4 separate regions of the Sus scrofa genome follow, and all the other regions are linked to region 3. Evidence: chromatin contacts called from public Hi-C and HiChIP or PLAC-seq data. All regions are on one chromosome and are shown on one strand. Each heading gives the region's core, a stretch centred on a gene start, on an enhancer-like site or on the middle of the called end of the contact. The rest is flanking DNA. Distances are from core to core; before and after follow the strand shown. Region 1 holds the start of TESK1 (dual specificity testis-specific protein kinase 1). Region 2 holds the start of SPAG8 (sperm-associated antigen 8). Region 3 holds the start of TPM2 (tropomyosin 2 (beta)). Region 4 holds the start of FAM166B (family with sequence similarity 166 member B).

Region 1 (5,615 bases), core at 1,585-4,084, 68 kb before region 3:
ACTTTTCCTAAAGTCTCCATTCCTTGGTTCCACTTGCTATTAACTTTTAAATCAATGGACTTGAAAAGTATTCAGACATTAGATGGATGCACAGTTCAGTCACAGACTAGAGTTTGCATACTGTAATGTAAATATATGTCAACACTATTCTACATAGTTTTATTGAGACGTTAGTTTGATTAAATTTAAAAAGTTGTAAAATGTGAGGTATATGTGTGTACCGTATGTGTACTTCTTAAAACAGATAGAGGTCCTTACTCTTTTATACACAGGTTTCAATTTGATTTTACATTATAAACACCTATACTTTGTTCTAAATAATTTTATGCACTCAAAAAAAAAAAAAGATTCTATTCCTGTATTTCAATATGTTTCATCTTCTCAGTCTCCTTCATGGACTTCTCTTCATCCACCCACACCTTAGTACTGTTGCTGTTCCCAAGAATCCACTGTCTGCCTATTTCTCCCTCCCTACTTGGAAAATCACAGCCAACATCATAGTTGTCTTTATCATCACCCCTTTGTTTATGGCAATCACCTACCTCCCCTCCCCCAACCTTTCCTCCTGAATTCTTTATCTCAGTTGATCCTCAACCATCTAAACTAGAAACTTTAAAATGATTCTGGCTGATGCTCTTTCTTTCCACAGGACTGACTGACTTTGGATACAAATCAATCAAGTCTTCCCATTCTAATTGAATATTTCCTCCTCTCTTTCCCTATTACCCCTATCCTAGTTGAGTTCCTCATGCCCTCCTGACTGAAGACTTGCCAGAGCCTCCTTCCTAATCGGTCTCCACACCTCCATACAACAATCATCATTTGTCTAAAACAGGAACGTGGCGCCTCTGCTAGGAATCACTATTAACAACTATAGATATTCTTAAACTTGGATAAAGGGTCAGACACGGGCCAATTAAATTATATTACTTCAAAAAAATGAGGCGTAAATTCCTAGTGTTTATAGATCTTATACAACTATAGAAAGGACACTTACAAATTAAATAGTTGTAGATGTTAACATTTAATGTGACGAATGAGTTTGTTTTGCTGAGACCAAACTGCCTCGGGAAGAATGAATTACAATGCACATGGCACAGATGGTTCTCAAGATTGGTTTGTCTCCACTGGCTGTGGAAGGACTGTGAATCTCTCTTGTTTTCTCCTTAAACTTGTGTGAAACTTTCCCTTGTACTGTGACAGCACCTGGCCTCTCTCGACCCCACTGCACTATTATTTATAATTTAAGACTTCCTTTTTCTTTTCTCATTAGCTCTTGACAAACAGTTGGTGGCTCCAACTCTCCACAAAAATGGGACAAGACTCTATTAGAAGTCGGTCACCCACACGGATGTGGACTGTGCGTATATTAATTTTCTTTTTAGATTTCCACAGAAATAGAAATATAGTACTTTTAGAATTCTTGAAGAGAACTCAGCCACGTTGCCTCAAGTTCGTTGGCATCCTTTCTCACTCCTGAGGCCCGCAGCCTCCACCACGCCGCCCTCCACTCCGCCGCTAGGGGGCAAAAGGCTCACTGACGTCCCCAACCTCTCGTCCTAGACAGGACTCCAGGATCGAGCGACGTCACCCACCCCCGTCGATGATTGGCTATTCCGCCGATGACCGGGACGGGGAGGAGCCAGCGGAGAACCAAAAACGCTGGGTATGGCATGCGCACAGGGTCCTGAGACGGTGCGTGCGCACTCAGGGTGCCGCGCCGCTTTAGAGGCCGGCTGCAGATCCTCCTCTCGCCTGAGGGGGCAGATCGGATTCCTACGTAATGCGGGGCGGTACCTGCCTAGGAGAGTCACACTGATGAGGGCTGGGCCACACCGAGGGGAGGAGTCACGTTGAGAGGAGGGGTCACAATGACGGGTGGAATCGCTCTGAGAGGTGGGGTTCGCCCTGGAAGGGCGAGACGGACAGAGGAGGGGTGTCGCACTGAGGGATTCTGGCACACACTGTTGGCGGCATGGTCACATTGCGGAGATGTTCCTCTGAAGGAGAGACTCTCACTGAGGAAAGAGTTGGTTCTCTGAGGGGGAGGGCTCCTTGAGGGGCGGGGTTTTGCCAAGGGGTGGGATATTTCCCTACAGGTGGAGACTTCTCTTTTGAGAAAGAAGGGCATGTGGACGAAATAGTAAGAGGAGGCTCCAGGCTGTGTGGTCAGTGCGCAGAAGCCCCTGAATCTAAACTTTTTTCGCGAGAGGCGGGATGGAGTGAGCAGGACTTGGGGCCACACCTGGAATGGGCTGGCCAAGGGCTCACTACAGCTCTGGGGCGTCACAACCTCCGGGGAAGGTACAAAGTGTCAGGGAGTCGGAGGTTTAAAGTGTAAGGGTCGAGAGCTGGGAAATGGGCAGGCTCGGCCAGGGCGGAGGCTGGGCAGGTGGGTAGGTTGCTGCCCCGATTGTGGCGGGACCAGAGGGGTCTACTTTTCTACCCTGCCTGTCCATGGAGTCCAGGAGTCCGGCGGCTTCCAGAGCCTGGCCCTCAAAAGACAGAGACCCGAGGGAGGGAGGGGAGAAAGGGCTCTCACGGCAGCTAAAAGACCTTTGAGCTGCGCATACGCACAATGAGCCATTAATTCCCTTCCGTTATTTAGCTTTGGCTTTAACTTCTTTGACCCCGACTTCTCAGACCCACTAGCCTAGGGCGTCCCGGCCACTGGTGGCGGGGTGCGCACCTGAGGGGGCGTGGCCGCTGCCCCGAGGCGGGCTCGAAGGAGTTAAGCAGAGGCCCGGCTCAGCCCCGCCCCCGGCAGGCCGCGGAGCCTGAGCCCCAGCGGCGAAGTGGAGCAGCCGCCGCCCGCCCGCCCGCCCGCCTCCGCCTGCGGGGAGTACCCCCGCCTGCCCGCCGGCGCCCGGGAGCGCCACCGCCACCGCCCGGCCCAGGCCCAGGCCCAGGCCCTGCGCAGAGCCGAGCGGAGCGGCGTCCACCCGGGCGCAGCAAGCCGGCGCGGCGGGGGCGGGCCCAGGAGCTTCGGCAGATCTTCCATTCTCCAGGGCGGGAGAGGGAGTGGGAGCTCCGGCGCCCCGGATCCGGCTGGGCCCGCACCCATGGCGAGCGCGGCCTGCCCGGGCCCCGGGAACCCTGCCATGTGAGGCAGGCCCGGGCTGGGGGGCCCGGCCATGGCCGGGGAACGGCCCCCACTGCGGGGCCCTGGGCCCGGGCCCGGGCCCGGAGAGGCGCCGGGGGAGGGGCCCCCGGGGCCGGGGGGCGCGGGCGGAGGCCCGGGCCGGGGCCGCCCCTCCTCCTACCGGGCTCTCCGCAGCGCGGTGTCCAGCTTGGCACGCGTGGACGATTTCCACTGCGCGGAGAAGATCGGGGCCGGCTTCTTCTCTGAGGTCTACAAGGTAGGACCAGCAGAGAGGGCAGAGGGGCGGGACCGAGCCTTAGACGCGAGGCTGGGACAAGGGGGCCCAGACCCTGGCGTTTCGCCCGACCTGCGCGGGACTCGCCAGCCCCTGCTGCCCCCAGGTTCGGCACCGACAGTCAGGGCAAGTCATGGTGCTGAAAATGAACAGACTCCCCAGTAACCGGGGAAACACGCTACGGGAGGTGCAGCTGATGAACCGACTTCGGCACCCCAACATCCTAAGGTGAGCGGCCCCAACCGCTTGCTGGGGGAGGGGGAAAGATCCCGCGGGAAAAGTGGGAACTGTCCAGGGGCCGGGACTCTTCCAGACTACCTTGCTGTCTTTCCCATCCTCTTCCAGGTTCATGGGGGTCTGTGTGCACCAGGGACAGCTGCATGCTCTTACAGAGGTGAGGATGAACCAGCAAGGGGGGACCCCACCACCAAGGGGCGAGTCAGCGGCCTGGTGCATCTACAGACGAATAATGAGGGGCAGCAGGACGTCCTCCCAGGGGAGGCTTTCCTGAACTTCCCTTTAGGCAAACCACAAATAAAAGGCCTCAGCTGGTCCCGTCCTTTATATCCTCTAGAACGGTGCTGTCCAATAGATCTTCCTGCAAAGATGAAAATGTTCTATATCTGCGCTGTCCAAAACCACAGCCACTAGCCACATGTGGCTAAGGATCCCTGGGAATGTGGCTAGTGTGACTGAGGAACTGAATGTTCCATTTTGTTTAAATTTAAATAGTTGTGCGTGTGTATGGGACAGGACAGGCTCAGGATATGAATGGAGGAGCCCTAGAGCAGACTCACCCTCCTGACTTTGTGATCCTCCTGGGTCCCCTGGCTTAAAAGTGGGAGACCTAGGCTACTGACTGAAATCTTGACATTCATTCCCCTTCTCCTACCCCTGTGACCCAGTATATGAATGGGGGGACTCTGGAACAGCTGCTCAGCTCCCCTGAACCCCTATCCTGGCCTGTCAGGCTCCGCCTGGCTTTGGACATCGCCCGGGGCCTGCGGTACCTGCATGCCAAAGGTGTATTCCATCGAGACCTCACCTCCAAGGTAGGCTGGCCAGGTGGGTGGGGGCATGAAAGGAGATTTGAGATTTATTAGATTGTAACTAGCCCATGAATATTAGAGTGTGGGTAATAGACATCAGGATGTTGGAGTAGCAAGACATTGGAAAGAGGGGAGGACTGGGATGAGGGGGAGTGCTCTGAGGGACTGAGTATCGTGCTGTTTCTGGAGTGATGGATGACGTTGAAAGATGGGGGAGCATTGGCAAACTGGAAGATTAGAGAGGGCTGGGATTATTCTGAAGTGACAGGTCTTTGGGGCGTATATTGGGAGATCAGAGAACCGAACGTGATGGGCATGTATGGATGCGATATGTGTATCTCAGAACTGTCTGATCCGACGCGAAGACCGAGGCTTCACAGCAGTCGTGGGTGACTTCGGGCTGGCCGAAAAGATTCCTGTGTATAGGTGAGGTGAATGCCCCACCCACTAAACCTCCCAGAAGGCTCCAATCTAAGTGAAGCCCACAGGGACATTTCCCTTGGGGTGGGGTGGGGGCTGACCTCATCCCCTTTCATTTGGGAAGGTGTCTGGGTGGGATGTTCCTGGCCACTCAGCCTCTGCCCCTGCCCTTACAGGGAAGGGGCAAGGAAGGAGCCTTTGGCTGTGGTGGGTTCTCCATACTGGATGGCTCCAGAGGTGTTGCGGGGTGAGCTGTATGATGAGAAGGTAAGATATAGGACTTCAGGAGACCCTTGAGATACTCTTATAAGGCCTCATCCCAAGTTCTGCAGCAATCCTACCGGATGTTTAGGAGATGCCCAAGATCCCCCTGACCCCTCACAGGCACCCTCTCCAACACATGAAAACTGGCAAGACTCCCCTGATTTCTGACTTGACATGAAACTATCTTTGCCTCCCCCTGACATTCTCTTCTACCCCTAGGCTGATGTTTTTGCCTTTGGGATTGTCCTCTGTGAGCTCATCGCAAGAGTACCTGCGGACCCTGACTACCTACCCCGTACTGAGGTGAATGATGTCTCCAAGTTTAAAAAAAGAAACTCTAGGAGTGGTGCTGTGGTGCAATTAAGGATCCGGTGCTGTCTCTGCAGTGGCTCTGGTCGCTGCAGAGGCTCGGGTTTGATCCCCAGCCTGGTGTAGTATGTTAAGGATCTGGTGTTGCTGCTGCTGTGGCATAGGTCACAGCTGTGGCTTGGATTCAGTCCCTGGC
Region 2 (6,525 bases), core at 53-2,552, 120 kb after region 3:
GATCTACCACCAGGGCCTGGACCAGAGCCACCACCAGGACCAGAACTGGTGCCAGGACCAGGACTAGAGCTGGAGCCAGGAACAGGGCCAGAGCTGGAGCCAGGAACAGGGTCAGAGCTGGAGCCAGGAACAGGGCCTTGGCTAGAGATAGGATCATTTGCAGTGTAGGAATTTCGAGCAATATGGGAGACCTGGACAGGCTCAAAGCCAAGTCTCCCATGGCCTATCTTGTGGGTAAATCTGGGGGTGGTGTGGTGCGCCGCAGTAAGATTGTCAGAGAAGGGCTCCAGGAGAAGGCTCCGTTCTGAGTAGGGCGCTGGGGTCTGTGTAGATAATGCAGCTGCCTTGGCAGTGGAGGCAGCTGCAGTGGCTGCAGCAGCTGCTGAGGCTGCTGCAGTTGCAGCTGCCAGAGCCGACCTATGACGGCCATCCAAAGAAGGCAAGGGATCTGAAGTGGTCCCTAGTTCTTCGGAGCTAGGCTGTTCGTCTAAAGAGCTGAAAAAAAGTGAAAAAGGCAAAGTCGTCAAAAGGGCAGCGGGGGAAGTCCACTGACCTTCCTTGTCCCCTTATGCCTGCAGCCAGAGCTGCAGATCTCACCGCGATGGCGATAGCTCTGTGGAGTCAGTGGTTTCCATCTTGCGACACTCGCTACTGGGTACTGCGTTGCTATAGAGACGGCAAACCATTCCAGGAGACTGCGCAGAACTAGAGCTGGGCGGACGTGGAGGGCGGGGGTGGGGGTGGGGGTGGGGGTGGGGGTGGGGGTGGAGGCAAGTTCTCTGCGGGGCGGAAGTCTTGAATCTGGTGCACTCTGGGAAGTGCGCTTTCCATCCGGCCTGGCTGCTAAGATTCGCCGGCCTAAGGTCTCGCCCTTCATACCCGCGCAGGACTTTTGGAGGCTTTCTAAAGTGGTTCTTTGTGTTGAATACAGGCACAGTGCTGTGGAATCAGACAAAAGCCTACTTGATGTGTTTCTACAAGGGACAATGGTAGCTTCCCCTAATTTCATTCTCAAAAGTGGGGCATCTTTTTAAAATTTTTAAGGTGGAAAATACATCAGACAACAGCTTAAACAGAATGGTGAGACATGGGGCAGCAGATGTTTTGAGTGTGATAACTTCTCCAATGAAAGGCCCTCACCTTGACCCTCCTCCTTCCAGACCCCCTTATAACTTGGCTTGGTATCTGAATTGAGCAAGTCTTGGGATACTGGCTTTACTTATTCAGGCACATTCTTAGAACTGCTGCTTTTCTAGAAGTTTAACCCAGGTGGACCATGAGTCATGAACTCATAGATACACAGGCAAGTGCTCCTTTGACTGCATCATGGGCTTCCTTAGTGTTTCAGACCATAGTCAAGGGGGATCAAAGTCTTGAATCAGTTTTCTTTTCTATTTGAGGTATAAATCTTTATATATTTAAGACAGGGATCCAGAATTGAGGGAGAACAAGTTTATTGGCATCATTGGGTCCTGTTATTTCCCTACCCCGTCCAAGCATCCAAGTCTGGGGTCCTTGGTCCTTTGGTAGGTTCAACCTGGAGGCCACTGGAGCTGTCTGCCCCCAAGTACATGAATGTGCAGGTGATACACAGACTGTGCACCCAGCTTCCCATCGTTGATCACTGAAATGGTGCGTCGGGTTAGGGGGTTAAGATGGTCAAAGAATGAAGATCATATTGAGAGGTTAGATCAATTGATGGTGAGGGGCTCAAGGGCCAAATGTCACTCACCAAGTCGGTATCCATCTCCCAGTCCTTCAGCCTTTGCTGTCTTCTTTGCCACAAGGAGAAGGTGTCCTAAAAGCTACAGGGAAAGGGGAGGGAGACAGGTGGCTTCATTTACAGGGAACAAAACCTTTCCCTCAGCCAAACCCTGGCCCTGTTCTTCCCACCTGCTGGTCTTCTTCTTCAGCCTGGCTAATCCGGGGAATGGGCTTCTTAGGAATGACCAGGAAGTGCACAGGAGCCTGAGGGGCCACATCACGGAATACAAGACACTGGGAGCAGTGAACATGCCAGAGGCCACCATGTTAGTTCAACAAACTGGATGGTATTTATGAAATTCTTAAGGGGATGGGTCCTAAGGGTACCCCACCTGCTGGTCCTCATATAGAATGTCAGCTGGGAGGCTTCGATCCAGGATCCGGGAGAAGATGGTTGGGGCTGCTCCCCCAGGAGCTGCCCGCTGGGCCTTGGCCACTTCATTCCCATCAGTCACACCTGCAGCTCCTCGGACCTGCAGGTGGGTCAGACACACCCACGGGAGGGAGTTGGCAATACCACTCTCCCATGTAATCAGTTGGGGCTGACAGAGGCTGGGCTTTGAAAGGCATTAATTTCACCCTTCCAAGAACCTATTAGTGGTTCCCAACCAGGGGAAAAGCTCCTCGATTTCAGAGCATCAACAGCAGAGAGCAAGGCCAGATACTGCTGGGCCTAGTTAGGTAACAGGCCGTATTACAATGCAGGATTCAGCAGTGCAGTCGACTACTGCTCCTAAAGTGTTGAGGAAATCTAGCGCTGTTTCAAGGGAAAGGATCCAGAATGAAAACCTGGAGGTTTAGGTCCCAGTTCCTATTTTACTATTTAATCACCTTAGATAAACCCCTTCTTTCTGCTTCAAATATAAAGAGGGTGGTTTGCATCATCTCTTAGGACTACTTGGAACTTTTTCCATTTGTTCTCACCTTTCAGTAAGTTTCCACTTAATTCCATTACTTGTTTTCTGATCTTTAAGCTGTTACTTGTTTTAGCCATATTTTAATACAATTGCCCTGTATGACACAAGGGCGTCTAGGTGTCACATCTGACCTCTTACTGTGAACTTTGACTCCAGTCCCCTGAATCAGTGCAGGGAGGCGTTCAGCTGAGTGAACACAACTAACCCAGCCCCAGGGGACTGAGGTTAGGGAAGTCCCAGTTTTCCAAGGGCTGAGAGTAGGCTGACGTCAGAGGTGTCACATTGTGGGAGAATGGGACGGGATGAATCTGACCCCTTGAGTCGCTCTGGCAAGGGGGAAGAAGAGATGTTAGCACTAGTGCTCAGGAGAAGGCCAAGGACCTGACGGAGCAGAAGACTGGCTCCCAGACAAAAAAACCTCACGTCCCGCAGGGGGCACTGAGGAGCTGCCCGGAGCAGGCGTTCAGCTGGCCGGGCAAAGGCAGCAGCCGCTGCACTGACCCTGTGCCGACCTCGGCGCCCCGGTCTGGGCACGGCGTCGGTCATCGCCAGTTCGCTTCTCCCTCGGCGAGGGTTTCGCGACCGCCAGTCCGACCTCACCGCACACTCCTGAAGCCTGCGCCTTGGGAGGCGCAACGCTCCCGGCAGGACGCTTGGGCTCCCGCCCCACAAGGCCGCAAGGCTACGCACGCGGGGGCGAGCTGGGGAAGAACGTGGCTTCCGGCCCTGGAGGGCGTCAGAGTCCGCGGGACCCCCTTCTTGCCCCAGGGCCACCTCTCACCTGCGCCCCCCACGGCCGTGCAACCGCCAGCGCCCGGCGCGCCATGCATAGCCCGGCGGCCAGCATCACGGCCGCCGCCATCTTCCCCTCCGCCGTGGGAACCTCCCACCCCGCCCCGCGCTTGGGCTCTGCGCCCTCTGAATCGGAGCGCGGCGACCATTGGCTCCGCCCGCTGCGGGGAGCGAACCCTGCCATCCCATTGGGTCGTGCCCTCGGGCTCCCGCACGCCACTGGCTCCGCCTCCACGGTAGAAGCGAAATCTTTTCATCCGATTGGCTTCTTCTGCCAACTCCAGGGAGAATTTTCCACTCTATTGGCTTCATCCTCTAGTTAGCGTGAAATTCCTTTACCATTGGATAATTTCACTCCTTTGGAAGGACCGAGAAGCCTGGAGATGGGATTTTCCTCCAATTGGCTCTCAGCACAATGTCGGCCCTTCTTAGGTAGCGGCTCGCGGGTGGTGGAGCTTTTATTTTTACTGTATTGACTCCTCCTATTCGGGTCGGGCCACTTGTGCGTGTGGAGGAAGGGGGCGGTGCTCCGTCGCCAGCGGCGCAGAGGCTCGGAGTTCGTAGGCTCGGAGTTCGCAGACTCTTTCCCGAGTGGGCTTGGAGGAGGGCGGCGTTCGGAGCAGGGTTGCTGGGGTACACTCGGCGCTTATTGGCTCCAGGAACCACCGGTATCCCTGGAGTCCCAGGCCCAAGGAGTCCCTTGAAGAAAGGGGCGGGTGGCACTGAAGGTGAATAGGGACAGAGTCTTTTTTAGCTGGTGGGATAGCTACCCAGCATTTTCCCCACAGGCATGGTTTCAGACCCTTGACCACTTCAAAGATGTTAACTTACTCGTCTCAGGGCAGTTCCTCCTTAGTTTATGTGTTTGTTGACATATTCATTCCAAGATTAAAGATTCTGTAGTTTTGTTTTGAGGGCCGTTTTTTGCATTTGTCTTTTTCCTTTTTTTTTTCTTTTTTCTTTTCTTTTTGCAACGGGCAGAGGCAAGAGTGTCTTATCTTTGCCACACAACTAAGCAAAGGAGTATGTGTCCAGTGTTCTTTCGTTCTTTCAGAAAAGTGTGTGATACGGTTAGCTCTGTGCCTGGCATTTTCAGTGAGTCGGTCGGTTTGAAGGACAAGGGAAATGCGTTATGGCTAAGTCAGTAGTATATTTCGTTCTGCTGGAATGTATTTATTTTGACATAAGAAACATGGGGTTACGGAGTTCCTGTTGTGACCCAGAATAACGAAACAGACTGGTATCCATGAGGACGCGGGTTCCATCCCTTGTCTTGCTCAGTGAGTTAAGTAACGGATGTTGCGGTGAGCTGTGGTGTAGGTCCCCTAGGCGACTTGGATCCAGCATTGCTGTGGCTGAGATGTAGGCAGGCTGCTGTAGCTCTGATTCGACCCCCTAGCCTGGGAACTTCCATATGTGGCACATGCGGCCCCCAAAAGACAACCAAACCAAACCAAACCAAAAAAGCATGGGGTCACAAAATGCTAATATACTCACACCAGGTAAGTTTAAGTCTGACTTTAACACAGGACAGCAGTCACCACTGTATTTTGGGTTTTTTTTTTTTTTAAAGTACATGGCCTGGCATATATAGGTGCTCAGTAATTATTTGTGGAATGAATGACGTTTGTTGTTTTCATTTCTTTTTCCGTAATATATAATACACATGTATTGCATGTTATATTCTTATTCTCCCATTTGCAATCAATTCCCCATATTATTACAGTCTAGGTAAATATACTTTGTAATGACGGTGTAATATTTCCTTGAATGGGTATATCATAGTAACCATTTCTTTATTGTTGACTGTTCCTTGAATTGATTTTAGTAAATCGTCATCCTGGTGCTAATTGCATATAACCAACCAGTAATGAGGAATTCTACTTCTGGAGAGAGTAATGATTTCTTTTCAATAGCCATATTACTGTTAGAGATTCCTTTCTTTTTCAAAGGGCAAGCGTGACCCTGTGATTTCCCGCAGGAGTTCTAGTAGTCAGAGTTACGCTCCTTTCCTTGGAAGGTTAGGAAGCCTCCCTAAAAGTGAGGAAATGTGGACTGGCCTTTTTTGTACCCTGGAGAGTGCAGTTCCCTGTGGTGCCTTTGGAACAGCAGCCGCCTCTAGAGCTGCTCTGGAGAAGAGCAAGAAATTAGAGGTGCTGGGATCTAGGAAGAGGAAACCAGCCAGGAGTGGTAGGTGAGGACAGAACATTTGGTTATTTCTTTGGGTTCTTCTGGGAGCAGGTAGCAGAGAGGTAGCATAGATCCAGAATCAGAGGCCCTGAGAGAGAAAGTGACTTGCCTGTGATCACAGAGTCCGTTAGTGTGAGACTCTCCTATTCCCCATAAAAATCATCTATGGGCTTCCTGGTCACTCTCCCACATTCACCGATTCTGGCCCCTGGCCCACAGCATTCGCCATTCCAGGCCCTTGCGATCACTTGCAGCTGCTCTCATCTGAAAGCTGCAGGTTCTGGCCCTTATTTCCTGTACTTTAATCCCTGCCACTACATCTGCTGTGGGACCTCATTAGAGACTTCTGTTCCTTCGATTGTTCCTGTTTTCAATCTGTCAATTGCTTCCTGGCTTCACTTTCTTTTCTGATTTCTATACTCAGCTCCCTCCACAGCCTCAAGCCTCCTATTGCTTTATTTTCCTTTTTTAAAAAAATTTAATATTTATATTGGACTATAGTTGATTTATAGTATTGTGTTAGTTTCAGGTGTACAGCAAAATGATTCAGCTATATATATATATATGTATGTATATATATATATATATACACACACACACACACATATATACTTATTCAGATTCCTTTTTTTTTAGCCGCACCTGTGACATGCAGAAGTTCCTGGGCCAGGGATTAAACATGTGCCACAGCAGTGACAACCGTGGATCCTTGACCTGAGCCACCAGGGAACTCCCAGATTCTTTTCCTATAAAGGTTATTACAGAATATTGATTGGAGTTCCCTGTACTACAGAGTAGGTCCTTGTTTTTGTCTTTTGTTTTTAGGACTGCACCTGCGGCATATGGAGGTTCCCAGGATAGG
Region 3 (6,551 bases), core at 1,782-4,281:
TGATGCCTTGAGAAAAAGGACAGAGCAAGAAGGGCCCCAAGGAAGGAAAATGAGAGAAGCGCTGCAGTTTGGTCTTAAGAACATCAGCTCTGAGTCAGACTGTTGTCTTTGAGCCAGGGCTCAGCCACTCAACGCTTGTGTGACCTTGGGCAACAGATTTGGCCTCACTAACCCTCAATTTCTTCCTTCTAAACCAGAGTTAACAATAGCAGTTCCTCCTTTGTAGGCTATTCTCAGATAATGCAGTGCTTTTAATAGTGGGTTAAGAGGACCATATGGGAGGTGGCTGTTACAAACAGGTGCTCTATCTCCATGCTGGAGCCACTGAACTGAGATCTCCAGAGCAGAGTCTTAGAAATCGTCCATTTTTTTTTTTTTTTTTAATCTTCCAGGTGATTCTGATGATAAGTCAACCTTGGGAAATAATAAAATAATATGCAGAAAGCACTTATGCACATTGCCTGCACAGAATCCACACCTCATAAATATTAGGTTATCCCTTGTCTCTCCCTCAAAGACAAAAACATAGGGACCTTGAAATTTGAGATTGGAAAGGAGAACAGACCAGTGTACAGGAAGGAGAGAGTGAAAGGGAAGAGATGGGTGGCAGCTCTGGGGGCAGAGGGGGTAGAAAGCAGGTCCTGAGTGATACCAGAGGGCAGAGGAAACAGCACCATATATAGAAAGTAGTTGCAGCTTATCCTTCAGGTGCTGAAAGCCACCTAGAGTGACAAGAGCCCATCCTGGGCACAGGGCCGGATGACTCAGTGTGGAAGGATTCTGGGGACAGCACTGGGGGTTGGGAAGAATGACTCTGGGGGACACAGGAGGTCTATTCTAGAGAGAGAGATGAAGGTCTGTAAAAGACTCGCTTCATAGTAGTGGGGTGACAAATGACTGGAGAATCTGGGAGATCCTAGGGCCTGCATCACAGGATTGACTTTTGCCATTTTCTGCTTCTTAAGCTCTTCCCAGTTCTGGATGCTACTCTCTAACCACAGGACAGGCACTGCTGTCCCCACTGGACTAGTGGGAAGCAAGAGAGTAAAGGGAAACTGAGGCACTGTGTAAGTTAAGTGCTGTGCTCAAGGTCACACAATAAATTTGGGCAGTTTCTTATCTACTCCTCACACTGCCTCTCTGCTTCCCTAGCTCTGTCCCTGGCCTCCCCAGCTCCCCTCCAGCCCCCACTCAGCTCCTTGGATTTCCAGTCCTGCCTCCAGCTGCACTGGGCCTTGGTTATTTATAGACTGTCAGATGCCCGGGGCCATCTTCACTAGCAGCTGCAGGGCAGCTCCCTCCCAAGTGCCAGGACTGGTGAAGAACAAAAACCAAAGGCTGGAGGTCAGAGAAACCAATCTTGGGGGGCTTGGGGGGATGGGGAGCACGGCTAATGGTCAACACAAACCGTAGTGTCTTCTTTCATCTCGGCCGTTCAGACCATGCTCGTGCTAATCCCTGCATCCACCCAACCACAGGCTCATCTTAAACAATCCTGGGTGGAAGGCAAATGGGGAACCTGAGGCAGAGAAAGTACCATTGCCAAAGTCTTATGGCTGTTCTCCTACCTTAAGGTGGGGGCTGGGAAGAACAGGAGGTAGAGAAGTCTGGTTAGGGGGTGTGAGGTGGGCAGAGAAATCTCAGAGTGAACAGGAGCTGCCAAGGTGGTTGCCTTGGCATTAGTGGCCCTGTCCCTCTGCCCTGTGGCCTGGCATGGTCTCAAGACTGACAGCTTAATGAGGGTAAATGAGGGACCGTTAGAACCTGAGCTGGGGCGCCAGTACACAGCAGGGCCACTGGAGCCAGAGGTCAAGGCCAGGGAATTTCTAATGGCCCCCCAGCAGTGTAACTCAAGTCAAGGCCCATCTGTGGATTCCTCTCCCCTCCTCCTGCCTAACAGCACCTCCACCCACACCCCATACCCCACAAATGTAGCTTCAGTCTCCTCTCCATCTTCAGCTGGAAGATTAGTTGAGGTGGATGGTAAATTCTTGTGCCACCCGCCCCCGCGATGACTCACTGCTTGATCACTGTGCCTTCTAAGAGCTGGAACCAAATGGAATTAAAATGTTGTGTTCTCAGGGGGAAGTGGTAAGTGGTTTTGATTTACCCACTGTCTTGGATTAATTGTGCAAGCTTGCCCTGGCCTGCGTTCCTGAGAGGAAACCGTCTCTGTCCTGATGGTGAAAGTCCCTCTCATCCCCATGTCTGGAACCCCTCCCAAAGCACTGAGTCTCCTACTGTCCCCCCAGGTTCACACTCACGTCGGTGGCCTTCTTTTCAGCCTGCTCCAGTTTCTCCTGGGCATCCTTCACTGATTCGGAATACTTTTCCACCTCATCCTCCGTCCCTTTCAGCTTCTTCTGGAGGGCCTGCTGCTCCTCCTCCAGCTGGGAGAGAGATGCCTCAGTCAGCCAGGCCCAGGCCCAGGCAGGAGGCAGGGGTGTGTGTGAGGGGTACTAAGAGATATATAGAGGCTGACAGAGAGGAAGAGGGATAGCAGAGGAGGGTCAGGGCAGCTAGGGGTGTGGGAGGGAACTGGTGGGAGTAGAGAGAAAGCTTCCAGCCCCAAGGAGCAAGGCCCATCATGGCTCTGTAAAGGGAGGAGTGGAAATTAGGGGACTGGGGCTCCTCGGACGAGGGTGGGTGAGATGAAGTGTAGCTCTGGCTAGGGCCCTGGGGGTACTGTGAAGGCCCAGCCCCCACACTGGATGGTAGCGAGGCTTGGACGGCAGGCCAGAGGCTGGGGAGCACAGAGTGGCACAGGCTGCCCTTGTTGCGGATTGGGGACAGAGGTTACACAGAGCCTGGGACCCCCACCTGCTTGCAGCGGTCTTCAGCCTGCTTCTTGTCAGCCTCCGCCTGCTCAGCACGGTCGATGGCATTCTCCTTGTCCAGCTTTAGCATCTGCATCTTCTTCTTGATGGCATCCATGGTTGCTGTTGGGGACCGGCCGGCCGGCGGGCAGTGTGGACCGGGCGAACGGGACTGGCTGTGCTGACTGGGCGCACGGGTGGCGGACGAGGAGGACCTAGCGGGGCTGGGACGTCCCAGCCGCGCGGGCGCCTAAAAGGCTGGGAGGGACCGGGCGGAGCCGGGGGCCAGGACCCTCCCCCATTGCAGCCCAAACCTTGTAGGGGCAGAAGCACAGCAGGGTTGGGGGGGGCGCGGCCACCCCCTACGCCCACCCCTTCGGAACCGCCCCCTAGGGCTCCGCCTCTCCCTCACCCCATCCCCCCCAGCCGTCGGAAGGGAAAGTAGCTGGACGGTCTGCTGAGAAAGACACTAGCGCTGTGGAAGGGAGGGGACCTTGGGGCAGGGGGCTCCGTGCTTCTTCTGAGTGACAGCCTGGCCCGGTGGCAGCTGCGGCTGGGGCCCCTGAGGCTATTTCAGGGCTTGAGCTCACGGCAGCTGCCCCAAGCGCAGGGACCAAAAGGCCCCCCCTCAACTGCAGCAGCCGCTGCCCTTAATTTAGAAGTTTCCTGTAAATCCCCTCGGATTAAATGTCTCTTGGGAGGCGGGGCTCCTCCGCAGTTTGAGTGCCTCAGTTTACCCCAGTCCCAGATGCTGGGTTTTTGCTACGGACATGGTGGTGATAGTGGAGAGTCTTACCAGAGACTTGGGGAAACTGAGGTAGGAGGCGAGCCCAGAGCCCCGGCAGCCCTTCGGAGCGAGGACCGGCTTGTTGCCCCCGAGGGCGGGCCTGACCTCTCTTCCCCTCGCTTCCCCTTCCAGCCCCTGCCCCTGGAGCCAGGGCCCCTCCTCTACCATCGCCGAGCACGCAGAACCCGGATCCGCGCCCAGCCCGCCCCGCCCCCCACGTGCCCCGCATATTTTCCGCGGCCACTTCTGCCCCGCCGGACCCGCGCTCCCCGCCCCCATCCCCACCCCCACCCGGGACGAGTCGCTCTCCGTCCCCCTCCTCACCCCGCCTCGCGGTCCACCGGCCCCACCGCCCGCCCCCCACTCACCCCCACCCATCCCGATTTCCCCTAGCTTCCCTGTGCGCCCTCCCTTCTCCTTCCATTCTCCTCCCCTTCTCCCTGCGGACTCTCCTCCCTTCCCCTGTGGGCCAACTTTACGCTGAAATTTCTTTTCTGCCCTTTTTTGGGATGTTTCCCGTGGGGAGGCGGGGCCGGAATGGGGCAAGGAAGGCAGGGGCGAGGGCAAGAGTTACGGAGCTGCTGGGCGTCTGGAGCTGGGGGTGAGATGTTCCCTCTGACCGAGGCCGCCAGAAACAGCTCCCGGAGCCGGGAGCCGTGGCCTAGGGTCGGGAAATCGGAGGCACCCGTGCGAGGCTGTTTGTTTTCGCTTTTTCCTTGGGGTGGGGTGAGGGGAGAGGAAGTGGAGAGCCGCCTTGGGGTGGGGGGAGGGGAGACCAGGGTAGGCAGAGGAAGCCTCGCTCCCCAGGGGCAGGGGGGCGGGAGGCCTGGCTTTTGCTGGCTGGGTGGGAACCGTGGGAACCATAGGTCCACGGCCAGGGGAGGTGGGGGCGGAAATGTATTTAGATCTGCTTAGTGGACCGATGCTACACATGGAACAAACTTGACCTCTGTCCCCTCCTCACCCACCTCCCGGTCCACCGGCCCCACCGCCCGCTGGTGTTCACTCCATCTCCCTGTTCTCCCCAAACTCTTGGAAGAGTCTTCCATCCACCCTGTAGCCAGTGCCAGACCTCTCACTTCCCACAGTCCCTTGATCCTGTAGGTTCTGCTCCTACAAATGAGCTTCTTCCACTGAAGTCTCCTCCTCAGGCAGCTCCTTATATTACCTCCTGCCTGGGTCTGTTGTGAACTCCTGACTCCCCCAACTCTCCTCGACCTTGTTACACAAAGATCTTTGAAAAAGTTGGTACAAGTAGGACCCTAAGATGCTCCAAAAGCCCCTCCCTTCGCCCTCCCTCTTTTGCCAGTAAAAGTCACATTTCTTAATATGGTGTATCAGGCCCTTTGTTTTGGCACCTGCCTACCTCTCTAGCCCTACCTCCTTTCAGTTCCAACCTCACTCTCAGCACACAGATTTGTACTTCATGTAGCATTCATACTGAGCTAAGTGCAGGAGCTAGAAATCACCAAGCTTTTCTTAAAAGTTACCACCATTTTTTTTTTTTTAATTCATTTTTGGTCACCAACACTGGATCCTTTAACCCACTGTGCTGGGCTAGGGCTGAACATGAGTCCTGGTGCTGCAGAGACACGGCTGATCTGGTTGTGCCACCATGGGAACACCAAAGCTACCGCTTTATACATTCTGTTATATATCCCTAAAATGCCCTTCCCTTGGCTGATTCCTGGTGGCTGTAAAGACTCAGACCGTGTCAACTTTTCTGAGGAGGCTTCCCTAGCCTCTTCCCTTCCCACCCTCTGCATGTAATAAATGCTTATTCTTGGGGCAAGCTCCTAACAGTCTGTCTCGGCATAGTCCCTGTTATGACTGTTGTTATACCTGTTTGCCTAGTGGTCTGTGAGTTCTCCAGAATGCCAGGGCCTATCTTTTTCTTTTTTTCTTTTTTTTTTTAGGCAAGAAATAGATTTATTAGGATAGGACGCTTGCGAAAGATGCAAGCGGGCAGGCACTGAAGCTCTGCCCCCAGGATCCGTGGGATACAGTTATTATCAGCCAAGGGGAGTGGCTATCTTTTTCAATTCTAAATCCCCAGTGCCTGGCATAGCCTCAAGCATAGCGTTGGCATTTGATAAACATTTGCTAGTGACTTTTTTTGTGCACCAGGTTCAGGATACACAATGATACTCTGTGGATCTAGGGGAACTCATGGTCTGGTGGGGCAATTCTCAAACTTTGGTCCTAGAACCCCTTGACAGTAGGGTTTGAAGATCAAAAAGCTTCTGGTAGAGTGGGTAATATCTGTCAATACTCACCATATTAAAATGGAAACTGGGAGTTCCTGTTGTGGCTTAGCAGGTTAAGAACCTGTCTAATATCCATGAGGATGTGGGTTCGATTCCTGGCCCACTCACTGGGTTAAGGATCTGGTGTTGCTGTGAGTTGTGGTGTAGGTGGCTGATGCGGCTCGGATCTTGCACTGTGGCTGTGGCATAGGCCAGCAACTGTAGCTCCATTTCAGCCCCTAGCCTGGGAACTTCCATATGCCAAAGGTGCAGCCCTAAAAAGAAAAAAAGTCACTATATTCACCTCCCCAAATTAGTGAGAGTATGGCAGTTATACATTTTCGCAAATTTCTTTAATATCAGGCTTGATAGAGGACAGTTGGATTCTCAAAATCTACTTGTGCTTTCTATCTGTTGCTGTGTATTTGTTGTTTGAAGTACTATATGTGAAAAAAAGTCTAGTCTCACACAGACACATAGTTGGAAAGGAGAATAGTATACAGTTAACCCTTAAATAAGACAAGGGTCTGCAAAGTTGAAAGGTCATAACTTAGCCCATTGTATGCTAGGTTCCTGTGTATTATAATTCTGCCTCCTTAGATTGACCCAGCCTTGGATCATGTAATACTGTAGTAAGCTATCTTTTGATCCACATATAAGTGGACCAGTGCAGTTTACAGTTTACAGTGGCATTTGTAGCCT
Region 4 (6,288 bases), core at 1,276-3,775, 85 kb before region 3:
CCCCAACTCCAAGTCCAACCCCTGGAAGCAGCCAAAACTGAGGCCCTGTGCATGTTGGTGGCCTCAGGGACCCTCACGACCCCTAGACTCATAGCCTGAGAGCCCTTCCCAAGCCCTCTGGCTTGGTTACAGAGAGTAGACCAAGAGCTAGGGGCCACATATCCCTGTGCTCAGTATTAATAACTCCTCTTTAACTGTCCCAGTGACTCCGTCCAGACCTCCACCCAGGAAGGAGGGGAGGGGCGCAGCACTGGGCTGCCAGAATTTCCCCAGCACATCCCTATGGGGGGAGGTGACCAGAAGGCCCATTTGCAGGGTTCCCTAGGCCAAGTGGTGAGGAGGATGGAAGACAGTATTAGGGCCAGCCCCCTAAGCCTCCAGCTGTAAATAGGCTGTGGCCAGTGCTGGTGGTCAGAAGAGGGAGGAGGAGCCCAGGCTTCTGTTTATGTATTTATTTATTTATTTATTACACCTATTAATAAAAAAGGTGCTCGGCCTCCAAACCATTCTCTCTTTGTGCCTCCTCCCACCCTTCAGCCCATCTTTCTTCTTTACAAAAGGATGGCTGGGATAGGATGAAAAGGGAAGAGAGAACTTGAAGTCCAGGTACCTATGCCAGGAGCTGCTTCTGGAGGGTGCTGAGGCCCAGAGCATCATGGGTGAGATGCCCATATGTGCGGCCAAACTGGAACTTATACCCTGTGTGGTGAAAAGAATCTGTCATTTATAGCCGGAGGCCGAGAAGTTATTTCTCAGCCAGCTACCAAGAACCTTCAAGCTACCCTCCAAAATCTGATCCTAATCCCAACTAGGAGCTACAGCAGTTTCCTTATCTCCGCAATGATAAAGCTGAACCACGTGATCCAAGGTCCCCCGTATCTACTGGTACCAACCCCCAAACCACCTCCATCTATCACACACACGCAAATATTCCAGTCCCCAAAGCCTCCCTCTGAGATTTGCCTTACCTGGCACATACCCCCCATATTTAGGCAAAAGGCCTAGGTTATGAGGGTAGGTCCTGGAAAGTGGAGGAAGATGTTTAGGATCCTTCTGGGATCTGCCCTGTGACTTCATCTGGTCAAATTCCTGCAGTGCCTGGTTGCTGAGCACAGGAAAGCTGGAGCCAAAGAGGAAGCGGGCACGGGGCACATAACCAGTGAAGCCTAGGGGGTTGGAGGGGGAATACTAAGCCAGGACCTCCTGAGCACCGCCCGCCCCATGCCTTTGGTCGTTACCTACAACTTCTCACCTGACATGAAGAACTTTCGAGGATCTCTGTCATCCATAGAATAAGGGGAAGCCTTGTGAGAAGTTAATAGAAGAAAAACATGACTATCAAATTCAGCCCCTGGGCTGGAACACAAGCTCCCAGGGAGGTGGAGCTGGCAGTCTAGCCCTCGTCCCTGTACCCACAGCCATACTACTCACGGTCACCCCAGGCCTGGCCACAGAGAGGTAAGGCTTCCAACTCCCACCCCACTGTACTCCCCTCAGCCTTCTTGGCCTTACTTGCTCCACCTCCTGCCCCAGCTCTGGCTCGTTTTCCGCCTCCACCTCTGCCTCCAGCTTTGGCTGTTGGTCTTTCTCCATGTCTTTTTCTCCCTTGGCCTCCTTTGGTAGCTCCTGACTCCCTTGTCCCCCATACCACTGAGTAAAATCATTCAGAGCTTCAGCCCAGACCTGGTTGCAGTTCTTGGCAAAGATGAACTGTGCCTGGGGTACAAAACCTAGGCGGGCAGGGGATAAGGAAAATTTCTGTTAGTGTGGGGGACCCTTGTTCTAGGTTGGGGGTACCTGTTCATACCTGTGTACAAACCTGTATACCCAGGGATCATGCTGGAGCTGAGCCTTTCATGTCCACGCCTGACAGGCAGGCTTCTCCTGGGAATCTCAGGAGATCTTGGAGACCGAATGGGAGGCAGAAGTGTGCGATGGGCAGGGGGCCACGCTAGGCCAGGAGAGCCGCGAAGTAGCTGACCAGTTGTCTGCCCGTAGGTCTGACCCATGCTGAACCGAAGTAGTGGGCAGTGTCCGGTGTACCTGTAGCACAAGTCTCACCCACTCACCTCCAGAATCCCCTGGCCTCACCGTCCCCAGAGATGGGAACAGAGACCTCTCACTCCCAGATCATTTCTGGACTCAGCTGTGTGTATATTTGGAGCAGGCATTTCTTAGTTCTTTGTCTGTGTTTTCAACCCTTCCCCTCTACTGTTACCCTGTTACCGTGGAGAACACAACACAAAGCTTCATGGTAAGCCTGGCTACTCCTATTCCCTTGCTTTTCCTTTTCCATCCAACATAGATGTCCCGGCCCTAAGCCTCCCACGCCATCATGTCCACTTCACCCCCAGGTGGCACAGTTCCTGTATCCTTACCCTTATTCCCAGAAGCTAACAGGGGTGTGCTCTGGGTAGAAGTCTTACCCTGGGATATAATGTGGGTTCTTAGGGTTCAGCCCTGGTATGAAGGTGCTAGCCATAGTCATGGGAACCCAGTCAGTTCGTTTTGTTTCTCTTTGAGCTAAGCCTCTGGGCTGTGTGTACTGACTGTGTCCAGGGCGGTGAGGTGGAGCCAGAGGCAGGAGGCGGGGCTCAGGGAGGAGAGGAGAGGGAGCACCAGTGGGATGACTGCCAGGGCCCAGGCCTGCGGGACAGGAGAGCAGAGGCTCACGGGTCTGTCTGTCCCAGAGCAAATACAGTCCTGCCACCTGGGGGCAGGGAGAAGACTTGAGTACAGCTGCGGCACTCCAGGGCCCAAGAAAGCCCTGAAGTGGGAGGTGGGAGAACTAAAACTGTAGGTCCATTGAGCTCTGTCTCAAAAGAGAGCCCTTCCTTCTTAAGCCCTTGTCTGAGCACCTCCCTGAGGAGATGTGGATTCTACTCTTTGTGAGTTTTGGTGGAAGGTGATAGAGTTCCTACGAAAGCCCAGAGGGGAGATTATAGGGGGAGAAAAGGAACCTAGAGAACTCTAGGCAGTGACATTGTTTATTTTCAATAATATAATTTGACAAGAATTACTACTATAGTCCAGATCATCATCTATTCAACAAATATGCCCTGCTCTGCCAGGCACACTCTACAGTGGCAGAGTCTGAATGGCTAAGCTCCATATGACTAGGACAAGTCGTTTAGTATCTCTGAACCCTACTCTCTTCAATTATAAAATGCAGATAGTACCATTCACCCTGTTATTGTCGTGAGACTCAACTTAATGTATGCAAATATGTTTTGTAGCAATAAACAGGGTAGAGCAAAGTACACAGGTGTGAAGTCAGGCAGTCATGCGTTCCAAATAGCTTGTGACCTTGAGCCAAACTACCTTCTTTGAACAAGGTGACTTCTTCTGAACCTGAAATGCCTAAACTTTTTTTTTTTTTTTTTTTTTTTTTTTTTACTGCAACCATGGCATGTTGAAGTTCCTGGGCCAGGGATTGAATCTGCACTGTACTTGGGACCTGGGCCACAGCTGTGGCAACACCAGATCCTTAACCTGTTGCACCACATAGGAACTTCCTGAAATCCCCAAACTCTTAACATCCCTAAACTCTTAACTCTTAAATCCCTAATCCCTTAACTCTGTGGCAACACCAGATCCTTAGCCTGCTGCACCACATAGGAACTTCCTGAAATCCCTTAACTCTTAAACTCTTAACTCTTAAAATAGCCTAGCCTAACCTACCAAGGTGCTGTTAAGAATAAGGTCAGGAATTCCCATTGTGGCTCAGTGGGTTAATAACCCAGCATAGTGTCTATGAGCATGCATGTTGGATCCTTGGCCCCAACCAGTGGGTTAAGGATCTGGAGTTGCTGCAACCTGAGGCGTAGGCCTGCAGCTGTAGCTCTGATTTGACCCTTAGCCTGGGAACTTCCATACGCTCCAGGTGCAGCCTTAAAAAGAATAAGAAAAAAAAAGAATAAAGTCAGATAGTGTGTGTGAAAGAACTTATCCCAACACCTGGCACATAGCTACTAAAACTTAATTTCCTTTCCAGTTGTCTAGTTTTGTCTTTAAGCTTCTACACAAATAGGAGATCAATGAATAGTTAGTAAATTCAGTGGATACAAGTTTTCTCACTGTGGGAGTTCAGGGGAAGGAGATATGAAGATAATGTTGGGGTTTAAAACTAAGGGGCAGGAAGTTCCTGCATGGCACACTGGTAACAAACCCGACTAGTATCCATGAGGATGCAGGTTCAATCCCTGGCCTCATTCAGTGGTTTAAGGATCCGGCATTGCCATGAGCTTTGGTGTAGGTCACAGACTTGGCTCGGATCTTGTGTTGCTGTGGCTGTGGTGTTGGCAGGCCACCAATTCAGCCTCTAGCCTGGGAACTTCCATATGCCATGGGTGAGCCCTAAAAAGACAAAAATAAATAATATTAAGGGGCAGATTGAATTTGTTAAGAAAACAATTCAGATTCTAAGAGAAGTACAGACCTGGGTGAAGCTCCCGTCGTGGTTCAGTGGTTAACGAATCCGACTAGGAACCATGAGGTTGCGGGTTCGATCCCTGGCCTTGTTCGGTGGGTTAAGGATCTGGCGTTGCTGTGAGCTGTGGTGTAGGTCACAGATGTGCTTGGATCCCATGTTGCTGTGGCTGTGGTATAGGCCAGCAGCTACAGCTCTTATTAGACCCCTAGCCTGGGAACCCCCATATGCCGCGGGAGCGACCCTAGCAAAGGCAAAAAAAAAAAAAAAAAGAATACAGATGCAGGGAAAGAGATTGGACAGGGAAAGCATGATTAGACCTGGGGCTAAGTCAGAGCCAGGCTGGTCCACCTTTCTGGGAGGCAGAGGCTCTGCTCTCCACCCACCCCTAGACTGTTACAGTGTCTGGGCTAACCCAGCATGTTTCACTGACCTCTCAGGAATTGCACAACCTTGGTATGTGTCATTTAGAGCTAGAGCTGTAGGGGATTTGGCTCGAATGGAATATGCTAGACTAAGGGTGGGAGCTGCGGAGAGAGCACGGAATAGCAGTAGCGTGTCAGGGTTAACAACCTGGACTTTTGGATTCTGCAACAGACACTGTTGTTTGCACACTTCATACCTATTCCCTAAAACCATCTCCCTTCTTCCTAACAGAACTTTAATTTTGTTCTACCAAGCAGCCAGGAACCTCAGGGAAGCTTGGAGCCAACCATAGCATTAAGTCTTGATTCCTCTAAGCCCATCATAGTGGAACATTCTCCTTGCCAATGACTGGTTAGGCATGGGCTTGTAGCAGTCTGGATAGTATGAGGCCAAGTCTGCTGGCATGAGGGTGAATCCTAGGAAAAGTTTCTTTGCTCTTTAAAAAGGTGAACAACAAATTAGAGAGATGGACAAGAGGAATCATGGCTTTTCCTGTCTCTAGAAATTCTGTGGATGTGATGCTGGAAGTTTGGCAGGCATCATAAAACCTTGTGGAGAGCTAAGTTAACCTGGAGACAAAGCCTGAATCCAGGATGGATGGTAGACTAGAAAGGCCAGGGTCCTTGATGGTAATGTAGTGCCTCTGACTTAACAAACCTTCTTATGAAATAATTTCATTATTGTTATGGCCACTTTAAGTTTTCTTTTACTTACAGTCAAAGACATCATGATTTAAAACAAAACACCACAAAAACACTAGTTCAAATTCTAGCTTCACTTAGAGGTACAGACTCTGACCAAATTCATCTCATCAGCCCTCAGTTTTCTCATCTATAAAATGGATAAACTAATGTGACTACCTCATTGAGGAGGATAAGGTAGATGAGATGATGCATAAAGAGCAGCTGCTCCAGGATGTAATTTTTACATTAAGTTCTAATAACTAAGTAGCAATTCCTTGTGTCTGAATAGAATTTGGTGGGAATGAGAGAAAGGAGTTGAGAAAGATGACAGAGGCTGGGGTTCAGGAGAAAGAATCTATGAAATTGAGAGAGAGTTAGAATTTGAAATTGAGATTTAGATTACAATGCAGGGACTAGAATAAATTCTGCAGAAAAGACCATGGCAGTTAGAATCTGAGTATGAGTTAATATAATTAGGAAACAAATTACAATTAGTCTTAGATTTATGGTTTGTGAAGAAACAGCTCACTGGTTTTGGTGAAATGGTTTGTTACTATTATTGTTTCCCTCTGTGTAAAGAGTATTTCTAAATCCCTGAAGATTGGAAGGATGTTCTAACCTGGTAAAGGAGTGAAAGAGCTAGCTGAGGGGCCCAAAGGAATGCTCATTGCCTTGACGCCTCCTTCCCAGGGACAGTCATCATGGTAACCCACTCACAACTTGTTCCTGATGAGAGCTGCCACACCCATT

What was found. A called contact is a pair of places that touch in the nucleus more often than the background predicts. HiChIP or PLAC-seq counts read pairs in DNA pulled down with a chosen protein or histone mark.
Region 1: a Hi-C map of embryonic fibroblasts shows a contact between it and region 3, with 2.3 times the contacts expected there. The contact joins the promoter of TESK1 here to the promoter of TPM2 in region 3. A contact is called at or near these places in 1 of 5 promoter capture datasets (fetal liver), 4 of 47 Hi-C or Micro-C datasets (embryonic fibroblasts, heart right ventricle, liver and 1 more) and 2 of 2 datasets of contacts at active chromatin or transcription factors (alveolar macrophages and skeletal muscle).
Region 2: a contact with region 3 is called in an H3K27ac HiChIP or PLAC-seq map of skeletal muscle. The contact joins the promoter of SPAG8 here to the promoter of TPM2 in region 3. A contact is called at or near these places in 2 of 47 Hi-C or Micro-C datasets (liver and skeletal muscle) and 2 of 2 datasets of contacts at active chromatin or transcription factors (alveolar macrophages and skeletal muscle).
Region 4: an H3K27ac HiChIP or PLAC-seq map of skeletal muscle shows a contact between it and region 3. The contact joins the promoter of FAM166B here to the promoter of TPM2 in region 3. A contact is called at or near these places in 3 of 47 Hi-C or Micro-C datasets (blood, heart right ventricle and liver) and 1 of 2 datasets of contacts at active chromatin or transcription factors (skeletal muscle).

The regions. Positions count from the first base shown.
Region 1 is chr1:236,338,326-236,343,940 of Sscrofa11.1, forward strand. It overlaps TESK1 (dual specificity testis-specific protein kinase 1), which reads left to right and starts at 2,835. Exons shown (of 10, transcript XM_003121984.4): 1 at 2,835-3,359; 2 at 3,484-3,605; 3 at 3,723-3,771; 4 at 4,283-4,429; 5 at 4,770-4,852; 6 at 5,023-5,113; 7 at 5,330-5,413. The coding sequence starts at 3,135.
Region 2 is chr1:236,530,879-236,537,403 of Sscrofa11.1, forward strand. It overlaps SPAG8 (sperm-associated antigen 8), which reads right to left and starts at 1,303. Exons shown (of 7, transcript XM_005660229.3): 1 at 598-1,303; 2 at 1-495. The coding sequence starts at 686. It overlaps HINT2 (histidine triad nucleotide binding protein 2), which reads right to left and starts at 3,567. Exons shown (of 5, transcript NM_001244328.1): 1 at 3,463-3,567; 2 at 2,097-2,237; 3 at 1,894-1,968; 4 at 1,733-1,805; 5 at 1,438-1,624. The coding sequence starts at 3,543. The coding sequence ends at 1,533.
Region 3 is chr1:236,406,585-236,413,135 of Sscrofa11.1, forward strand. It overlaps TPM2 (tropomyosin 2 (beta)), which reads right to left and starts at 3,032. Exons shown (of 9, transcript NM_001129947.1): 1 at 2,821-3,032; 2 at 2,265-2,390. The coding sequence starts at 2,934.
Region 4 is chr1:236,322,456-236,328,743 of Sscrofa11.1, forward strand. It overlaps FAM166B (family with sequence similarity 166 member B), which reads right to left and starts at 2,526. Exons shown (of 6, transcript NM_001243630.1): 1 at 2,427-2,526; 2 at 1,820-2,043; 3 at 1,513-1,730; 4 at 1,253-1,304; 5 at 969-1,166; 6 at 438-699. The coding sequence starts at 2,488. The coding sequence ends at 611. RUSC2 (iporin) reads left to right here. Exons shown (of 12, transcript XM_001927812.5): 12 at 1-503. The coding sequence ends at 41.